Linked DNA regions of Callithrix jacchus: region 2 is linked to region 1. The links are chromatin contacts, called in public Hi-C maps. All regions are on one chromosome and are shown on one strand. The core of a region is the stretch at or near the end of the contact, and the rest is flanking DNA. Distances in the headings are between cores, read along the strand shown. Region 1 holds the start of GNAI3 (G protein subunit alpha i3). Region 2 holds the start of EPS8L3 (EPS8 signaling adaptor L3).

Region 1 (7,108 bases), core at 3,103-5,602:
AGGAACCACCTGCTGTTGACTTTCGAATCCCAGGCCAGATAGCTGAGGAGACCTCTGAGTTCCTGGAGCAGCAACTCACCAGCGACATCATCATGTCAGACAGCTACCTCCGTCCTGCCCCCTCACCCCGGCTGGAGTCATGATGGGCCGCTGGACACTCGGAGGGATATGGGGCTGGTACCAGTTATGATCGCAAGGACCACCTTGTGGGATCACCTTTTCCCAGCTGGCTAGGGCTGAGGCTGGGGTCTCTGCACACAGCTTTTGCTTAGTGTTTCCGGGGTCAGGAACAGAGCCAACAGGATGAACGTGTGCAAAAGTCTTGGACTTGGCTGTGATCTTGGACTGCTGGGGGAGGGAACCTGGGTATGGTGAGACGGTGACGAGAGAAAAGGGTCACAAAGGTGAGGTGAAGCCTCTCAACCAGTGAACTTTTCATGCTTGCAGAAGCAGGGAATTCTCTAAGGGTAGGCGTTGGAGGATACAGGGCAGCAGGCCAGCTTTGGAGTTATTCTAGGGGCCATTTAGGGTATTTTATTTTTCAGTGTAATTGTCCAGGGCAGTAATTGCACCCAAGCAAGGTAAGAAAATGACCCATGTTTTCTCATTTCCTTGCTAGGTTTAAAAAGAACTAAATTACAGCCAAGCGTTTCCATTTGAGTTAATAGATCTTTTTTTCTGGTTTTATACCTGAAATTTCCTTAAAGTGAGAGGACCAGTAGGGTATATTCCTTTACTGAGTTTGTCCAGAAACAAGACAAAATAGCAATTAGGATACATGGAGTAGAAGACAGTAAAGCTGACTGCACCTCTCTCTCTCCCACTCTTCAGAAAAGCTTTTCTGTTCTATTTTTCTCTCTTCTGCACACAGGAGATCAAGGGTGGAGCCTGATCTCAGCAGAGACAAGAATAAGGCAGGATGGCTTTTCCTCCCTTTTAGGAGGAAGGACTAGAATGACTGGGGATCAGATGGGTGAGGGTGGGGGTTGGCATTTGAATTGATAAAGTGGCTAGACACAGAGAGGCCAGGTAATCAGCCTGATCAATAATACCTCGAATCTTTTCTTTCCAGGACTGGCCTCCCTGATCTCTCTCCTCATGGCAGTGACCCACCTCCAGCCCCCTGGACAATCGGGTACAAGAGACTAAGGTTGGGCATGGGAAGGGTGGGGTTTCCATGATCTATTAAATGCCTCCCTACTCCCATTCATCGCTCTCAAAATTAGCTTCAGTGACAAAGACTTAAATCTCTCTCCTATCTGCAGCACTGGGTTGGAGAGAGGGCACAGGAGTTGGTCTTGGCTGTTCCCTGATTGAGACTGTAGGAACTGTGTTGGTTGGTATTGGTGGTGGTATTTTCAACAAAGAGGGAATAATTGTAAACTGGACAGGACACCCATCTGGGACCACCTGTCCATCGTACTTCCCTCAATTGAATCAGGTAACACTACAGGGTCAAGGCAGGGCCAGAGAGTGGTGTGGTCTGTATTTGATCAAATTCTTGGCTCACTGAGAATCAAACAGGGAAATGGGTTGGTAGGAGTGGGATAGTCTCCCCTTTAAACAGCTAATAAATAATTTTTATGATAAAAGGTTATACTGATATCAACATTGACTCCTTTAGTTCAATTCAGTGCATTAATAGTTGAATACCCACTAGTCCCTGGGACCCACACAGTGTGTGGTCACTGCTTTTAAGGAGTTCATAGTCTAATTTGATCAGATACCTTGTATTTTTACAAAGCACTTAGATCTGATAAAGCACTACGGAATGTGCTTGAGAAATATATTGGAGAATATATCCATGACTCCAACTTCTGAGAGTTCAGTCCATGGCAGCAAGATGCATACCTGAAAGCTTCCTGCAGACTGTAGAAAGCATGGGGAGTATAAATGAAACTCTCTAATGAAGTAAAAAAGTTCAGTGAAACTGGGCAAACAGCTTTCCCCCTTGTGTTCTAGGAAAATTTCTAGGATTTCTAGGTTTGTCTTCCTATCACTAGGCTATTATACCAGCCTAGTGCCTATTACATTGAGGAAGTCCCCTAAAAACATAGTATATAGAGGGAGGAGAGTCCTTTGTGATTGAAAAACATGTTCACCTCTCCTCTCTATTAAATTAAATGCATATTGAGGAATCAATCATTCCTAGACAGGGAATAAACTCCTTGCAGACTACTGATCAGCTAGTAGATCCAAAGCATTGCCAGCAGGTGGCAGTGTGAGTCCAGTGGAAGGACGAAAGGCGATTGTATGTGGTGAAAGGGGGAAGGGGAGGGCATTAAACATTGCCTGGCAGCCATTTTGTTAATTTATTTTGCCTTTTCCTTTGACTTTGCCCTCCAACCCTTCCTTCACATACATCAAAGGAGAAAGTTTTAAGAGCAAGGGTATCTTTAATTCAGGCTGAAATTTCCTGACACTGTGATCTCACTGGTGTTTATTACAGAGTTTGACATACATGGGTTCATTTGCCATTTATTTTTCCCTGTAGGAGTGGATCATGAAGGAAATAAAAATCTCTTTTATTAAGCTGAGAACTTTCCCAGCAATTTCTGCTGTGTTCACCTTCCAGGAGTTTTCTAGTCACCAGGATGCCTTGGTAAAGTTCAGTACGTAATCTTTGGCTCTGAAAGCTGTTCCTGGACAAAATCTGACCTAACTCACTGAAGAATCAACAGATTGAGGCAACCATCCGGTCAGTTACCTTTTCCTGCATCCTGCTGGTGTTGGGGTAACTCCCAATCCTAGATGAAAACCATAGGCTTTCTGTTGTCAGGTGTCTCCAGGCAATATCCTACAGGGGCATGATAGAAAAGGGCAACTCTGGAGTCAGACAGACCTACTTACTTACTGTGTGAAGTTGGGAAAGCTGCTTAATTTCTCTGAGCCTACTTCCTCACCTGTAAAAATGGGGATCATTATTACCTACCTCACAGGGTTGTTGTGAGGATTAAGAGATGGGATGTGGAAGCACCTTAGCCATACCTGGCAAATAGGTACTCAATAAATACTGGTTTTACTTCCTTTTCCTCTTGCCCTTTTCCCCCAAAAATATTGATAAGGAAAAAGCAGTCCCTTTCATTCTAACAGTCATTTGGGAATGACTGGGGGACTTTTTCAAACCTTGAAGAATTGGCATTGGTAAGAGTTATGGTGGATGAGGCTGTTTAAGATGGCTCTAATCTTCTAATTAAATCCTTCTAATTAATGGATCATCACTATATATAGACCTCTCTGTTGGAAACTTACATTCTAAAGTTCAGATTCTATTAGAGAAAGAAAGTAATTTACAATCACAGGGAAAGGTTTTAGAGACTGAGTTCCCTTCGGTAGAATGTATGGTAAATGTGGACTTATTTGGCTGAGAAGTTAATTTAGGACTACCTTCATGCAGTACCCAGGGTTATTAGTGAAAGAAGCTATCAGCCTGGCTTTCACAGTGGACTTAAGTGTCAGGTGATACTAGGGCTGAGAGGCAAATTTTACTAGACCACCTCCTTTTGTATGTTACTGCAACCGCAAATTTTAGTAGAAGATTCACAGGGATGCACTGGTTTGTTTTGGGGTGTGGAATTGAAGTTGACATATCTTGGTTTTAGTTCTAAGACTCTATGGTAGGAAGATCTGGCTTACACTAAAGAGAAGGGCAGCAGGGATATTTTATGGAGGAACTACAGGCTTAACCTTTCAAGTTATCGAGTATCTGCTAGTGATTTCAAGCGGCCTTTTGCCAGCATAGGAGTTAAGCAAATCTCAAGACCACAGAAATACGTCCATAATAGCATAAGGACCAGGGGACATTTTGAGAGGAGTTAGTGGGCCAGAGAGGGCAAAAAGGTCCTACCTAGGCACAGTCGATGTTACAATCTCAGATGTGAGATGTGAACGGGGCCCAGGCCGGGCAGTTTGTTCTGACATAACCCTAACAGAGGCAGTGTCCCACATTTGGGTAGGGGTCCCGGGTCTTCACAGCTAGAGATCAAAGGGGTTTTCTGGCAGGCGAGAAAATTCCCAGCAGAAATTCCCACGCGGTATGTAGGCTTTAATTTAGAAATCTCCGCCCCCAAACTGGCATTATGAGTTGGGAGGCCCCGGTTTTTCTCCATTTTACCAAATCAGGTAGCTGAAAGGTAAACGAGGCTTCAAGTTGGGCGGCGGGCAGCGAACTTAACAGAATCTCGAAACTCAGCTGATCCGCCGCCCAGCCCAGTCGCCGGGTCCCCGTGACTTCCGCTTTCGGTCTCAATTTCTCTCCCAGAGGAGAGTGGCTTAAACGGTAAAGGCTGCGGGGCGTCGCCGGAAGTGTCGTAAACGCCGGATGTCCGGTTCTTCTGGGCGCTAAGGGAGCTGACGGAGAGGGCCGCCGCCCAGCAGTAGACGCTGCCTCAGCCTGCCGAGTGGCAGTTCCCTCGGTGTGTGAGTGAGCCCGGGCCCGTGTCCCCTCTCCCGCCGCCGCCATGGGCTGCACGTTGAGCGCCGAAGACAAGGCGGCAGTGGAGCGAAGCAAGATGATCGACCGCAACTTACGGGAGGACGGGGAAAAAGCGGCCAAAGAAGTGAAGCTGCTGCTACTCGGTGAGGGGCTGGAGGCGGGGACGGAGCGGTAGTCGGGAGAGCCTGGGCGTTTTGGAAGGCCTCAGCGGGGTCTGGTCGGGCCGACGGAAAGGACCTTAAAGGGATCTGGAGGGCGTGGCGGGTGTGGGGCGGGGTGTTGGGGTTCATAGCTGAGGCCCCAGAGGGTGTGATGAGGGGGGTGGGGTTTTGGGGTTGCAGGAATTCGGCTTTGGAGGGTGTGACTCCGGGCTGGAATTGTGTTTAGCTGAGAGAGCCTGGGAGTATGGGGCGGTGGGATATTGAGGCAGTAGGAATATGGAAAAAGTTCATAAAGGAAGAGTTGATATTAGGGAAGGTTTTACATTGGGTTGCAGCGTGTTGGTAACGAGGACAGGGTAGAGTATATTTTGGGCTTGTGTAATGGTTTGTTTGGAGCGGCGTCGTTGTTTGGCAGGATAAAGCTAGGAAGCTTGAATGGATGGTATAGCGGCTGGAACAGAATGGTCACATAAGGACGTTGACATTTGTTAGAGCCTCTTGAACTGTTAGAGGAACCCTGTATTATCCAGGAACATGAAGGTAGGTAGGTGAGTTCAATAGCAAGTTATCAGGTATAAAGGAAAAGAGCTTGGGTGCAGAGGCCCTCTCTACTTTTCCACCGTTTTCTGTCATTTTTATTTTAAAGGTTTTATAACTCCTTTCTCCATTTTCATGAAAGGATGGGAAATGGTGTGAGCTGAAGAAATTTAAAGAATGACTTATTTGAGGTTTGTAGCAGAAGATCTAGTGGACAGGGGATTACACGTTGGAGGGTGCTGAGTCGTTGCTATAGATGATGTGCAGTTGGAATAGTTATCTTGGACATATTTACTGTAAGGAGTAGACTTCTTTACAGTAGGCTGTGTTATCCTTTTTGGCCTCTTCAAAGCAAAACCAATGACTTCAGGAATTACTGTTTATGTTACCTGATAGTCGTTTTAAGTGGGTTTTTGTGCAGTCGGATGCATTTTACTTAGCATGAGTTTTAAAATTTTTCAGAGGTTCAGTAACTCATACAAAGAATTTTGGCATTAGCTTACTAATAAATGAAGCCACACTTCTTCACTGTTAGTATTTTGTAGGGTAGGATTTCTGTTAGAGAAGAATAAGTAGGGGTAGAGGTTTCTGTAAGCAGTAAAACTTTACTTTTTAAAACAATTGATTTTGAGGACAAGGAGTCACTTTAGGGAAAGTGCTCAATTTTTGTGGTATAAAGCTCCGGAGGACAGAATGTGCCACTGTAACCCAAGACTTATTTTGTACTCCAGGACATTCTCAGTGCCCCTGCTAGTCCCTTAGTGTTAACGTATTTGGTTAGTTGTAGATTGCAGAAGCTCTGGTAATAACTTTTTTGGATATACTATAAAGGGAAAGTTATGTATGGGATCTTAAGCTTCTGGTTTGTATACTTGAACTTTGAGAAGATGCAAGTTCAGATTGTAGTTCTAGACTGCCACTGTCTGTATAGCAGGTGCATAATATGTACTCCTTTTTTTTTTTTTTATAAAGACGGTGTTTCACCATGTTGGTCAGGCTGGTCTTGAACTCCCGACCTCAGGTGATCCACCTGCCTTGGCCTCCAAAGTGCTTGGATTACAGGCATGAGCCACCACGCCCGGCCTGTACTCCTTAACTATTTACTGTTAACCAGCCTGGGCCAGCTAATATTGAACATTGGTTCTTGGTGCCTTTGTGAAATTTGATATAAACTATGACAAGTATTTAGGGTGTTAACAATTTCTTTATTGATTGATTATGAAATTAAAGATGTATTCTCATCTTCTGTGAGTGATTTGATTTACATTGAAAAATAGAGATACCCTCAGGACATCAGCCTATTGTAATGTAGTTGGAAACTTTGAGACTTTCTTCCAAAAGGCAGAATGAGGCAGACAGAATTTGGACAGGCGTAACTTGTCTAAATGTCTAGAAGAATTTTTATTCAGGATTTTATACATAGTGCATTTAGTTAAAAACAAAATTAAACACTTGATGACTTAGGAAACTTGAAAAGCAGTAAGTAAAAATCAAAGTACTGAACATATTTGCTTTTAATTTTTACCAACTTCATTCTTTTTTAAGAAACATTTTAAAAAATATTCTTGAGCAAGTTTAATCCATAAATTCAAAAAGGTTGCAGAAACAGATGTTCTTGGCTTGAGCCATATCATAACACATATAGGAAATTAAAATCTTCTGTTTCTATAAGCAAAATATACTCAAAACAGTATACAATTTTTTTTCCTGGATAATATCTCCTTTGCTGTAAATGCAAGTCATTTTTACTTCATCGCTATGGAACTTAGTTTAGGTTGAGATCTATCTACTTATCCTTGTGTCTCCTGGCACATGATAGGGGGTGTAGTTTAACATGGTGATTAATGCATGGGTCCTGAAGTCAGAGTGCTTCAAATTCTAATTCCCATCTACTAGTTATAACCTTGGGAAAGTTAATTTCTCTCGGCCTCAGTGTTCTTATCTTTAAAATGGAGAAAATAGAGCTACTTCTAGG
Region 2 (7,108 bases), core at 1,443-3,942, 190 kb after region 1:
TGTTACTACTTCCTGTCTGGGGACCCACCCGCCTGACCTCCAGCCAGGCTCTCTCTGCTCACTCGGACTGCTCCTCCTCCTCCCCGACACGGAGCAGATGCTCTATCAGGCTTGCTGACTCTGAGTCTGCGGGACCTGGCTGGGTCAGGCTGTTGGCTTCCAGGGCAGGGACTTGTGTGAGGTGTCCATGTTCTGGCAGGGCAGTGGGCACATGGGAAAACTTGCGTTGGGTTGGACATGACCCAGGGCTGCAGAGGTACTCACCTCCACCCTGTGCTGCAGGAGGGTGGGCTCTGAAGTGAGGTTCTGGGAGTACTCCTTCCGGTGCACTACAGGGTCACAGAGCAAGGGGCGGGAGGTGAGCAGAGAGTGAGGTGAGACTCAGGCCACTGCTGGAGGTAGTTGGTGTGAGGAGGAGGGAGTGGAGGACAGGACGTTCAGGGGGCTCAGTGGGAGGGCAGGGGAGAGGGGCCTGCCAGGAGCTTACAGTAAATGGTTCTGCTGCTGGGCCTCGACATGCTGATGCTGCTGAAGACGGCTCCCTAGAACCCAAAGTGAACCAGAGGCAGCCATGAGAGCTGGGGAAAGGGGCACCAGGCACAGCAGGGCAGGACAGTTGCTATCGCTCTGACCTGGGGCCTCTAGGACCAGACCCAAAGCCCCTGGCTCCAGGGGCCCTTTCCAGAGCCATCTGCAGCCAGCGTCCTCCACCGAGGAGCCCTCCATCTTGGCTGGGCCTGGAGGCCCCAGGGGGAGGGAAGGGAGGGCAAGGGAGGCCACAGCATGGTTGGGCCCCAGGGCAGTCTCCAGGCCTCCCATTGTTTGGCTAATAAAGCTCATGCCAAGGAGTCCAGGACACCTGGATGGACACGGACCTGTGATCAGATTCTATCCTGGGCCTGGGTATGAAAGACACTGGAAGAGCAGAGGGTTCGGCAGCTGACCCCGCCAGAGGAGGCCCTCTTGTTCAGTCCTGTTTCAATTCTGCAAACTGGGAGGACGCTGATGCTGGCTCTTCAGCTGCAGACCCTGTGGGAAGACTGCATGCATGCGTGTGCATACTCATGATGGCACTGCAGGACTCTCCAGGGAGCTGGCCTCCCCGAGTGTCTCCCCAGGCTTCCCGGCTCTTTGCTTTTTGTCCTCTGTATCCTCTGCCCAGGTCCCCTCCCCACCCCAACCCTTTAAATTCCTCTTGGTGAAGCCCTCCGGGACCATCCAACCCCACCCCGCCCAGGGTACCCGCCTAATGCTGCGCTGGACCTTGTACATTTCTCTCCAGCAACAAGTCACAACAGCCACCACGGGGCTGAGAGCCTGATGCGGAGCCCCTTACCCACATCTTAGCAGTTCCTTCCCGCTGAGTTCACTTGTATTTACTTGGTGCCATCACTGTTCTAAGGGCTGTACCTTAAGTCACTCTAATCCTCAAAGCAACCTCAAAAGGCAGGTACTGGTACTGTCCCCATTTACCCGAGAGGACTCTGAGGCTCAAGGAAGGTAACAGGCCTGAGGTCACAAATGAGTGTTTAATGGAGAGCGAACCCAGACCTATCCGACTGCCAACTTTATGTTTTAATGGTTTACAAACATGCCTCTGCCCCTGGGCTGTGTGCTGTCACAGAGGGAGTCTAGAGAACACACATGTTGAAATGGAGTGGAATTAAATATGGTGTGTGTGTGTGCGCTGGGTGGGGATGGGGTTGGTCTGAGCGGGTCAAGGGTATGTGCTATCTGAATGAGGTTTGTGGGTATCCACATGTCTACATGGTGCACCTGAGTTGTGCAGAAATACTGGGATCCCCTGGGTACGTGCAAGAGAGCAGCTCACACCCTTGTTTATTAGGACTGTTATGAAAATGACAGAGGAGCTGATAAGATGACTCAGTGTGGACAGAAACAAACTGCCAGTGCACCATTAAGGGAACATGAAGCGACGGCCGGATCTCTGGTTTCCTTGTTTGGGAGAACCCTTTTTCTCTTCAGGGGTAAGGGGGGTCTAGAAGCTTGCTCCCCTCCCCCAGCCTCCCTAACCCCCATTGTGACACTTCCTGCTTTTCCATGCTCTCCATGTGGAAGAGGAAGTGAGGTCTTCCCCTGGTCAGCCCCATTCCCCACTCCCCACTCCCCATGCCCCACTTCCCCAGTACCAGGGTGGGCCCCACCTGTGGGTAGTTCAAGGTGGGAAAACAGTTGCTGCAAAAGATCCCTACCCAGGAAGGGAAGAGGGGACTGGTTTGGACTGACTTGCTCCTTAGGGCTGGGGGAGCTGTGACAGCCCAGTTTTCCCCTTTAAGCCCTAGATGTAGGAGTTTGGAACAGGGAAGGCCATCAGCTCAAAGACTCTGGGGCAAGCACCTCAGAAGTCCTTCCAAAGGCTGGACCTTGCTTTGCTTTCCAGCTCTCCAGCCAGCTGCTGAGTCCCAAGCCCCTCTTTGGGCTTCATCCCCTGGGTAGCAGCTGGGAACAGGTGGGAGACCTGGCTTGGGAAGCCACTGAGTTGTCCCCACCTGCCCTGGGATCCCCTGTGACTGAGCTGGGCCCTGATCTTGCCTGGGAGCCAGGCTCTTACCTGTGTGCCAGTGAAGCCGGGCGGCTAGTCCTCCGGAGGGGCTGGTCTTGGAGCAGGTGGTCCAGGGCTGGTGGCAGAACAGCGGCTTCTCTGCTAGTGGCCGCAGGCAGAGCCTGCCTCTGATGAGGCTTCAGAGGCAGCCACGCCTGTGCTCTTTGGACTCTGGCGGGTGGGGAGGTCTCCTGGCCACTAACTGCTCAACGTCAACCTGGACCCGCTACAGTGTTTGCTGACAGTTGTCCCCAGCTTAGCTAGAGACCCCTGCTTCCCTGTTTCCCCCTCTGCTAGCCTTGGTGTGTGGCCCCCTCTTCCCTCTGCCTTTCGGGTGCCTACTTTGGGGAATCAGGTCAGCATTAGGCATGGGGCTGGACCATAAGGAGAGAACACGCATGGCTCGGAGAGGTTGGGCTCTGTGGTCAGGGCACAGGTTGGCCGGAGGTGGACTCCAGGCTTGTGGGAAGCTGTGGGCCGGCATGTGTGCCATGTGTGTGCGTGTGTGGTACCCATAGGTGTGTGATTCTGTGTGCCTGGGTGCTGCCTGTGAGCAGGACATGGATCTTGTCAGAGAAGATGGGGACTGGGGCGCAGAACCACACGGGGCATTAAATGGAGGGCTGAGATTTCCTCCAGCAGGGTCCTGCATCCTGTCCCTTCCCACCCAGTGGGACCCCCTTTACCCGCCCATTCTTGCTCTTGCATTCTCTTTCCTTCTGTACCCCATCTTATGCTCAGACCCCTGGTAGATGCCTGGCCAGCTTCAGCAAAGATGGGAAACTGAGGCCGGGATCTATCTCTAGTCATGAACCTACCCACTTCCCATACTTCATGGTATTGAAAAAACTTTCTTGACAGGCTACCTGCCCTCTGGGAACTCACCAGTCTGACCAGCGAGGCCAAGTGTGAATAGAAACCAGGGAACAGTGCAGGAGGGGAGGTGGGGGTGGGGGAGGCCCAGTGAGCCTCAGACCTTCGTGGGCAGAGTGCAGGGCCCTGGTGCAGGGCCCTGTGATGGAGTGTCCTGTGGAGTCTGAGGGCTGGAGCGGTCCCGTGTTTAGCTTCCCTGGAACTATACCAGGAGATCTCAGCCTCCTCTCCCACCACCACCCAACCCACACTGCCCTGGATGACCTGGAGTCCACGGGTCAGATCCCAGGGAGAGTCCCCGCCTGAGCTGTGTGGGTTCCTGGCAGAGTCCAGTGGGCAGCCAGCTGCTGGGGCCCGGGGATCAGGTGCCTGTGAGGCCAACACCCAGCCGCGGCCCCATGGGAAGCAGTCCTGGGGTTCTGTTCCCTGGTCTCCATCTTGTGGCCCTTCACCTTCTTTTAGGATAGCACAGCCTGTCCCCTGGTTGCCTCCCACAGCTCCATAAAGGCCATACTCATATTTTTACCCCAGCCCTGGCTTGGGGCCCAGGCAACACTTCATTTCTGCCCAGCTCAGGCCAGGCCCATCCTTCCCATAGGCCCCTCCCCAAGTCAGTGTGAACACAGCAGGGACTCCATGAGGGCCCTGGGGCAGGGTGAGCAGGGGCAGAGGACCAGGGAGGGGCATTGGTAGTACTCTGCCCACTGCAGCGCCCTTTAGGGGTGACCCTGGGAGCAATGTGGGTCTCCTCAGACAGAAACCCTTTGTGGTCTGGGTGGGTCTGGGGCCTGGGGCCAGGTATCGGGGACATCTGCTTCCATGGAGCTCCACAGGAAAGAGGGACATCAGGAAAGAGGGAGAGGCCACGCTTCCCATTTCTGGGGATTTGGGGCCATAACTGAAGCTTCTGCACAAAGCTCCAGGTACCTCAGCAGTTCTTCTGCAAAGGAGTTCCTGCTGAGGCCTCAGGAGCTGGACTTAGGTTCGAGGGGAAGGAAGCAGGACTCAGAGGGTGTCTCCTTGAAATTGTGGGGTTACAAAGGCCGTGGGACCTCATTCCTTCATTCCTTCATTCATTCCACAGTTTCCTGTAGAATTGAGGACCTCCTGCCTGCTAGGCCCTGTGAGAGGCTCTAGGATCCCTCTGGAGGGCTTACAGACACCTTGGAATTCAAGCTGAGTTCATTATTTCTCAGCAAACAATCTCCCCTCTGATATTCCCATCTCAGAGAAGGCACCAGCCCCCAACAGTGTGTTCTAGCAGGGAGCTGGAGTCCTCCCTAAGTCCTCCCTCATTCCTCACACCTGATGCACTACCCCTCCTGGCAGTCCCACCTCTGGGGCAAATCCTAAGGGTCCTCCTCTCTGCCCCGCTGCTCAGACCCTGCCATACCTTCTGCCTTTGGCCCTGCCGCAGTCTCCTCACCTCACTCTCGTTCTCATTGATCCTGCCCGGCTGCCAGTAGGAGAAGCTTGCTTTTCTTTTTCTCTCTCTCTTTCTTTCTTTCTTTTTCTTTCTTTCTCTTTACTTCTTTCTTTTCTTCCTTCCTTCCTTTCTTTCCTTCTTTCTTTTTTTTTTTTTTTTTTGAGACAGAGTCTCACTCTGTCACCCAGGCTGGAGTGATCTTGGCTCACTACGACTTCCACCTCCCAGGTTCAAGTGATTCTCCTGCCTCAGCCTCCTGAGTAGCTCGGATCACAGGGGCATGCCACCATGCCCAACTAACTTTTTTTTGGTATTTTTAGTAGAGAGGGGGTTTCATCATGCTCGTTAGGCTGGTCTCAAACTCCTGACCTTGTGATCTGCCTGCCTCGGCCTCCCAAAGTGCTGGGATTACAAGCGTGAGTCACTGCGCCCGGCTGGGAAGCTTTCATAACTGGAAATTTGATTTTCCACTCCTTTGCCTAAAACCCCTTTCTGACTTCCCGCTGCTCACAGGACAACACCCAAACTCCTTCTCAGGGTAACTGAGGTTCTTGATGAACTCAAGGACGCTGTTTCTGAGTCTGGCTTTATCTCCCCCAGTGCCCTGCCCCTTGTACTTTATACTCAGCTTGGAGCATGGCTTGTAATTCCTTGAAGAGTCATGCCCTGGTACCTGGCTAGCCGCTGTTCTCTGCCTGGAATGCCCCGTGGAAACACTATACCTTTATGCTTCCAGTAAGCCTCCTTCAGAAGCCCAGGGCTGGTGGAGCTCTAGCCGGTGGCTTCCAGACACCTTGTCCACGCATCTCGCTGTTACTGCACGTATCACATTGAGGGGCATATCCCCATTAGATTAGAGTCCCTGATGACCCAGATTGTTTTCTGCCACAGTGTAGAGGGAAGGACTTGTAAACAGATGCACTGTTTACAAAGAACCCTACTCTGCCTGGGGGCATCAGGGAGGACTTCTCAGATGAGGGAATGCAAGGGCTGGCTCTTTAAGAATGCACAGTAATTCAGCCAAGAGGTGAAGTGGGCAGGGAGTGCAGGGCAGAGGGATTGCAATCCTACTGGATGAAGCGGCCTGGGGAGAGGTGGGCTGTGGTGTGAACTGTGTGGTGTGAACTGTGTGGTGTGAACTGTGTGTGTGTACGCGTGTGCGCGCGCGCAGTGTGTGTGGCAGGGACGTGGTGCAGATGACAGCACAGGGGTGCCCTCATCACCTGGTGGTGAGTGGAGTCATTGAATGGTTTTGCACAGAGGTGCAAAAAGAAGGCTGCTGGGTCTCCGTCTTCTGGAAGACTCTGTTGCTAGCTGGTTCTCAGCATATAAGGAGAAAGGCCGTGGTGGAGAGGGATATTGGATGGACCCAGGTGCACAGGCTTTAGGCTAAGAGGCCAAGGAGCCCCTCCCTCCACTCTGGCCTGGGTCAGGAAGCAGGAACTTCTCTGGATGCTCCAGAGAAGGCCCTGGTCACAGCTGGGAAACTCTGGATGGCTCTGGGGAAAAGAGCTCCGTGTCCATGGAGGGCTGTGTGGGAGGTAGGGCAGGCTCTGGCATTCAGAGGTGAATGGGTGCCGCCTCACCCACAGAACCAGACCCCAGAGCAGGGTCCAGCCAGCGCCTCTTGCTGGTGGACTGTGTGGATGAGGCATAGCCTCAATGTCAATAAGGGGCTGGGCCCTGAGTTGTGGTGGTCCTGTCTACGGGCTGACACCTGGCCCTGTGGCTTCTGGGGAGTCACAGCACCCATCCCTGCCCCTGCTTTCCCCAGCCCTGGCACGGGGGTAAGTGGCTTCTGTGAGCAAGGTGGAAGAGTAAACAAGACAGATGATGTCCCTCCCTCTGGAGCTAGTGTGCCAAGGTGAAACAAATGCATCTGAAGATAATCAGGGTCCTGACAGGTAACAAGAGGGAAATAAAGAGAGTGAGGTGGATCACGGCATGGGGATGGGAGGGTGTTTTGGAAGCTTGATGTCAGAGAAGGCTTCTCCGAGGAGGGGAGCTTCAAGCCTAGCCAGGGATGGGAAGGAGCCTGGGAGAGGGGACCAGCAATGTGAAGGGCTTGCAGCTGGGGGAGAGGTGACTGAGATGGGGTGGACAGGGGCTGGAGCGTGCAGGGCTCTGTAGACCGTGGCCAGGAGCCTGGCTTTTATTCCAAGGTCAGTTGGAAGACATGGAAGGGTTTTAAGCAAAGGAGTGGCATGATTGGATTTGTATTCTAGACACAACTCTGGCTGCGGTGG

What was found. Hi-C and Micro-C count contacts between places; a contact is called where the count stands out from the background.
Region 2: a contact with region 1 is called in a Hi-C map of skeletal muscle, with 3 times the contacts expected there. The contact joins the promoter of EPS8L3 here to the promoter of GNAI3 in region 1. A contact is called at or near these places in 3 of 3 Hi-C or Micro-C datasets (induced pluripotent stem cells and skeletal muscle).

Annotation. Positions count from the first base shown.
Region 1 is chr7:147,437,681-147,444,788 of calJac240_pri, forward strand. GNAI3 (G protein subunit alpha i3) reads left to right here and starts at 4,353. Exons shown (of 10, transcript XM_035252410.3): 1 at 4,353-4,578. It overlaps GPR61 (G protein-coupled receptor 61), which reads left to right. Exons shown (of 4, transcript XM_078332719.1): 2 at 1-404; 3 at 1,073-1,150; 4 at 4,262-4,396. The coding sequence ends at 143.
Region 2 is chr7:147,628,860-147,635,967 of calJac240_pri, forward strand. It overlaps EPS8L3 (EPS8 signaling adaptor L3), which reads right to left and starts at 2,693. Exons shown (of 21, transcript XM_054236633.2): 1 at 2,573-2,693; 2 at 876-1,029; 3 at 488-542; 4 at 265-329. The coding sequence starts at 518.